2 separate regions of the Sus scrofa genome follow, and region 1 is linked to region 2. A link is a contact called in public Hi-C data. All regions are on one chromosome and are shown on one strand. The core of a region is the stretch at or near the end of the contact, and the rest is flanking DNA. Distances in the headings are between cores, read along the strand shown.

The links. A called contact is a pair of places that touch in the nucleus more often than the background predicts.
Region 1: a contact with region 2 is called in a Hi-C map of skeletal muscle, with 5 times the contacts expected there. The contact joins the enhancer-like site here to the promoter of USP53 in region 2. A contact is called at or near these places in 8 of 47 Hi-C or Micro-C datasets (embryonic fibroblasts, fibroblasts, heart right ventricle and 2 more) and 2 of 2 datasets of contacts at active chromatin or transcription factors (alveolar macrophages and skeletal muscle).

Annotation. Positions count from the first base shown.
Region 1 is chr8:104,697,956-104,700,655 of Sscrofa11.1, forward strand. The region is part of intron 2 of SEC24D (protein transport protein Sec24D); the gene reads left to right. All of the region lies in intron 4 of SYNPO2 (synaptopodin-2), which reads right to left. Among named protein-coding and RNA genes, the nearest start is that of MYOZ2, 90 kb to the left of the region's middle. Within about 2 kb of position 1,431, at least 33 of the 83 cell types and tissues checked have an H3K27ac peak or open chromatin away from gene starts, as enhancers often do. A contact at or near this core is called in alveolar macrophages, embryonic fibroblasts, retroperitoneal adipose tissue and 1 more, where this site is marked.
Region 2 is chr8:104,559,452-104,562,151 of Sscrofa11.1, forward strand. It overlaps USP53 (inactive ubiquitin carboxyl-terminal hydrolase 53), which reads right to left and starts at 1,260. Exons shown (of 16, transcript XM_003357043.4): 1 at 856-1,260. It overlaps SEC24D (protein transport protein Sec24D), which reads left to right and starts at 1,272. Exons shown (of 26, transcript XM_021100700.1): 1 at 1,272-1,404.

The DNA.
Region 1 (2,700 bases), core at 181-2,680, 140 kb after region 2:
GCATTGCAGTGGAAAAGCACAGGATGTGAAAACAGATAAACCTGGATTCTCCTGGTGAGTCTGCCACCTTACTGGCTGGGTGATTCTGGGCAATTTCTTAAGCTCTCTGAGCTTTAGATTCCTTATCAATTAGAAAAAATGAGGATAATTTAGTGGCGGAGTGGCACAATTCATCTACATTGCCAACCACAGTTGTTGACTACCCACTCCTTACCACAGCCTTGGCCTGACAACCTGCACCCGATTTTGCCTGAAGTTATGGCAAGGACCAAGTAACCATACAGAGCAGAGTTCCCTCCATCTAGCACTGAGTCATCTTCTTTTTCTCTCCTCCCTTCCCCTCTCCTATTGCTGTACCTGGGAGCTTTGGATAGGAGATAGTGAGCCCCTCATGACTGAGGGCAGGAGAACTTGCTGGAATAAAGTTGTTGTGTGAATTAAATACATGTATTAAGGCCCTTAACACATTTGAAATTTCTAATATGTATGTTAGTTCTTTCTCTATCCCTTCCCCCAAGTTGTTGAAGCTTTCTTAAGTTAAACTGAAATTTACTATCTTGTAACTGCCATTCATTAGTCCTGTTTTTCTTTTTCACCAATGAAGACCTTTAATCTCTCATCCATATCAAACTTCCTCAAATATCCAGCTCTTCTACCTCCTCCCACTGGTAAATGTACGAACATATCTCCTCTTACAGAACCTCCAGACACCTCACCATCCTTTTTGTTTTAGAAATAAACTTTAGTGCATCAAAGGCCTGAAAACAATACTCTCAATGGGATCAAAGCTGTACTCAGTGGGTCCACCTCTCCCTTTGTTCTGTTTAAGCAGCCTCTAAGGTTTAAGCAGCCTCTGACTGATTTTGTCAATCCACCACACCATTCGTTCATTTAAATGTGAAGTTCAAACAAAAGTACTGGGATATTTCCCTGTGCTCCATAAATGTTTTGAGGATTTTACAATCATATTTGTTTTCATTTTAAAAAAGCTAATTAGCATTCAAAGTGCTTCAAAATTCTCCTTTAGTCTAGATCCCAAAATAAAAATGTTTTCATTACTGCCAGAGAGATTTCAGTTTGTTATTAGTAAGAACATTTTTGATTGGAGATAAGAGACTCTACCGCCCTACGGCCAAGGGAAGTCATACAATCCCTTTCCCCAGAGATAAGAAAAATCAGCCAAAGAATTTTGTACAGTCTCTAGATGATAAAATTGTATCATTCTATACCTAGAAATATTTATTCTCAGGCTTGATTAGAAGCAGAGGGCCAGATAAAATCACATCTCAAAGTCCTCTTTATTCTTCTATTTAAAAAACAAATTTAGAAGACTTTTTAAAGCAAATTATTTGCAACACGTTTTTAGAATGGCTGCCTGTGACGCACTCTGATCAGGAAGAGAGTTTGCTGCCACCTCCTGGGCCCCTAGAATAAAGTCATCAACATCAGCGCTTCAGGGCCTGTTCCTTCAGACAGGGCATCAAGAGCATTTGAAAGCAGGTGCTGTTTACAATTCTGGCTGTCCCTGATTGGATGAACTGGAAAACTATTCATGAGTTTTAAAGAATAAAGTCTACTTCAGTGTTTTTTGTTTTTTTGGCCACGTCCACCACATGTGGAAGTTCCTGGGCCAGAGATCGATCCCATGCCACAGCAGCAATCTAGCTACTACAGTGACAACACCAGATCCTTAACCCACTGTGCCACAAGGGAACTCCTGACTTCAGTGTTTTGTGTGTTAGAAAGTTGTTTTCAAAGTGCAGTTCACAACCATTGATATCAGAATCACCCGGGGTATATATATAAAAAACAAATTCCTGGGCCCCACCCAGAGCTACTAAATCAGAATTTCCCTGGGGAAAGGGGAATCAATTTTCCCTTGGGACCAAAAGTTGGAAAACTATATGTTAGGATACTCTGAGGGCAATAGTTTGCTAACACTAAATCCCTGTATATAAAGGCAATAACATTAGTTAGTGAATTGAAGTGTTAAATTTTAAATCAAAAGTTCTAAGTGATATATTTTGCTTTGCTCTTTATTTCAGTAATACCACCTGAAATGGATTGTAACATTTTGTTGGATATTTTATAATGTAGAATTCAAAATCTATTTAGCTCCTATTAAATTTACATGAAGGAATATAATTGACATCACTGATAAGCATTAACAAGTAGTCCAGGAGTTTTCATTGTGGCTCAGTGGGTTAAGAACCTGACTACTACCCATGAGGATGCTGGTTCAATCCCTGGCCCCATTCAGTGGGTTAACCATCCAGTGTTGCTCCAACCTTATGGTGTAGATCACAGATACGGCTCGGATCTGGCATTGCTGTGGCTGTGGGGTATGCCAGCAGCCACAACTCCAATTCAACTCTGGCCCAAGAGCTTCCATATACTGAGGGTACCGCTATTAAAAAAAAAAAAAAAAAGTAGTCCAGTGGTCCAGACCATCAATAAACTATAAGTATGATTAAAAAACAAACTTATTGTGTAGGGTTTGTATGATCCTTTAATTAGCATTTTATTTATATCAGTCCAGCCTTTTCCTTAGTGATTTTTAGCTCTAGAGGATGGTTTTGTGAACACTTCTTTATCAATCTGAGTTATGCTAGCAGAAAGAACTAATGCAATGCAAGAAAGAGACCTAGTTTTTTTCTTTTTAAGAAAAAAATGTAATTAAATGTCACAAAAGGAAAACTG
Region 2 (2,700 bases), core at 10-2,509:
ACTCAGAAATAGCCTTTTAAAACTCCTTGCAAAAATATACATATTTTTTTTTCCAGATGAGAAAACATTTGGCAAACTCTGCTATCCAACAAATAAAGCCTTGCAGTACATTTATAAGCATTAATCAGACTTTGCATTGATAAGAAAACCTGTAGCAGGATAGCAAAACCTCAGAGCACGCTCGGTTTGCAGGCTTCAGAAACAAATCCTCCCTGTTACACCTGTGCAAGTACTTCCTGTTCTTCAAAGATGTTTAAAAGTAGTTTGGTAAACGTCCCATAAGTCGCCATTTAAAAGCTAAACATTAACTTTATAAATTATTACTACCACCCAGAAACCACCAGCCCAAAGATTCTCACAAATCATATCTTCTCCCAAGACACCAACATAACCACCTGGATCCCTTTAAAAAGCTGCTGCTCCGGACAGGCAGTGGCTTGGAAGTGAGGGGCAGGCGCCAAGTAAGGATAATATTCGTAACCCCAACGCACTAAACGACCCAGTGGGACCGCAGTTTCTGCCCCTGGCACGCCCTCAAACACTGCAACAATTAACAACCAAGACCCAGTAAGAAAAGCACCCCCTCCTTCCGCGCGGGCGCCTTTACCCTGGCCAAAGGCATCTCCGCCAAATCCCCGACCCGGTGGGGAGTAACCGGGAGGGCTGCATGACCTCGGGCGCCTGAAACCCGGCAACGAGCCCTGAGTCTGCCCCGAGGAGGGTGGAGTTGGGGAGGAGGTCGCAGGGCTGCGAGGGGAGAGACCAGGTCTGAGGCTGGAATGAGGGTATTCCAGTCAGGCCCGTGTGGGAGCAGGTCGTAGGATCTTCGTCCAGGGACTAGTTTTGTAGACTTACCTTGAGCTCTGCCCTTTCAGCGAGAATAGTATGCGGTCCAGGTAGAGAAACAATGGCCTTCTACTTCTACAGAGCTACCTCCCGTTGGCCTAGCTCCGCCTCAGGTCGACACCAAGCTGTTAGACAAACAGCTGCCACCGTAACCGAGGCTCACCGGGAACTGGAGCAGAGGCTACTGGTCTCTGCCGCCTAGAGCTCGACCCAGCGCACGGAGCATGCGCACATGCCTCAGCACTCCAGGGCCAGTGAGGGCAGTGACACCTGCGATCAACAGGTCCTGGTAGCTCCGCCCTTCTCCCCGCCTCACCCCTGCCCCGCCCCCCTGGAGCTGGCCTCGCCTTCCCGCACACCAAACTGGCCCCGCCCCCCGCAGGCGATTTCCCGGCTTTCCGGACCTGCGAAACTGTATTCCCGCGGGGGTTAGATGGGGCGCGCGATCCAGTCGACTTACTCCGAGGCGCCAGATCCCGCGAGAGCAGGAGCTTGACCATTTTTCCTAAGGCGGGAGCGGGCTGCTGGGGCTTCTCTGTTGGAGGAAAGTGGCTGCAGGTTGGTCTGTGTGGTGTAGAGGGAAGGAAGGGATAGTTCCTCAAGTAGAGGTGATTATTCCGGTAGTCTTGGTCATTTATTCAGTATTTTCTAAGCTCAGGGACGCGAATCCACCAACGACTGCCGTTTAAGTTAGGTGTTGTTACCTCAGAGAAAACTATTGCCTGGCATCGAAACCCCATGTGAATACACAGGTCTCTTTAGCTTTCTGTGAATCATTACAATATTTGCAGTTAAATGGCTTCCATTGGCTTAAATGTATATCACCCAGGTTGTTGTTTCGTGACTATTAATAAAATGAAAGCTTTTATAACACGTTGACCTGGTTAATGGTTAATTGTGAGAAAAAATTGGCTACCTCCATACTGTACTCTCAACAGGTTTTAAGTTGCAAGCTAAAGCTTGGAAAATGGGCTAAACTTTGTTCAATAATAACATAATTCTTTTTGTTTTGGGGGGGTGCGGATTTTAGGGCCGTACCCTGTGGCATACGGAAGTTCCCAGGCTGGGGGTTGAATCAGAGCTGTAGCTGCCAGTCTACTCCAGAGTCACAGCAATGGCCAGATCCAGATTAGCTCCTGCCACCTACACCACATCTCACTGCAGGCGGGGATCCCAGACCCACTGAGCGAGGCCAAAGATTGAACCCACGTCCTCATGAATACTGGTCGGGTTCATTATCTCTGAGCCACAGCGAGAACCCCCATAACATATTTCTTACAAATGGTAGTAAAGGAAAAATTCACTGTCATCTTTAGTATCAAAGATTGCTCTCAATAAGTAGTAAGTAAGGTTTTGGAACTCATTTCTAAGCTGTTGCAGGTAGAACATACAGACTATAAAAATCGATTTAACTAAACTCATAGGTACTTCTAAATGTTTATCTGAAGAAACATTTTAGATTGGTATAGGTGAATAGTACCTGAGACTGAATCACTGAGAATTTATTGAGCATTTACTATGTTCCCTTTATTGAATTGGGCACTGAAGAAAATAAAGTGAAATTTAAGATATGGTCCCTGCCTTCAGGAAATTTAAAACTTTTGGAGAAGGAAAAAACTCTACATTTAAAAAATAGCACCATTAACTCTCTCCTTGGTTTCCATAGTGCCGCTTTCTGCTATTTCTGCCACTACCTCTCTGATGCATTTTTAAATATATTTTTTTTATATGTGCCCTCTGTGTTCCCCAACTCTCCATTTTCTTTTGTTGTTACTCCTGTCTCCTTGAGCAGTAGCCTCCCCATGATGAACTTACCAGCTATCCAGAGCACCAAGGACTCCCAAATATCTATCT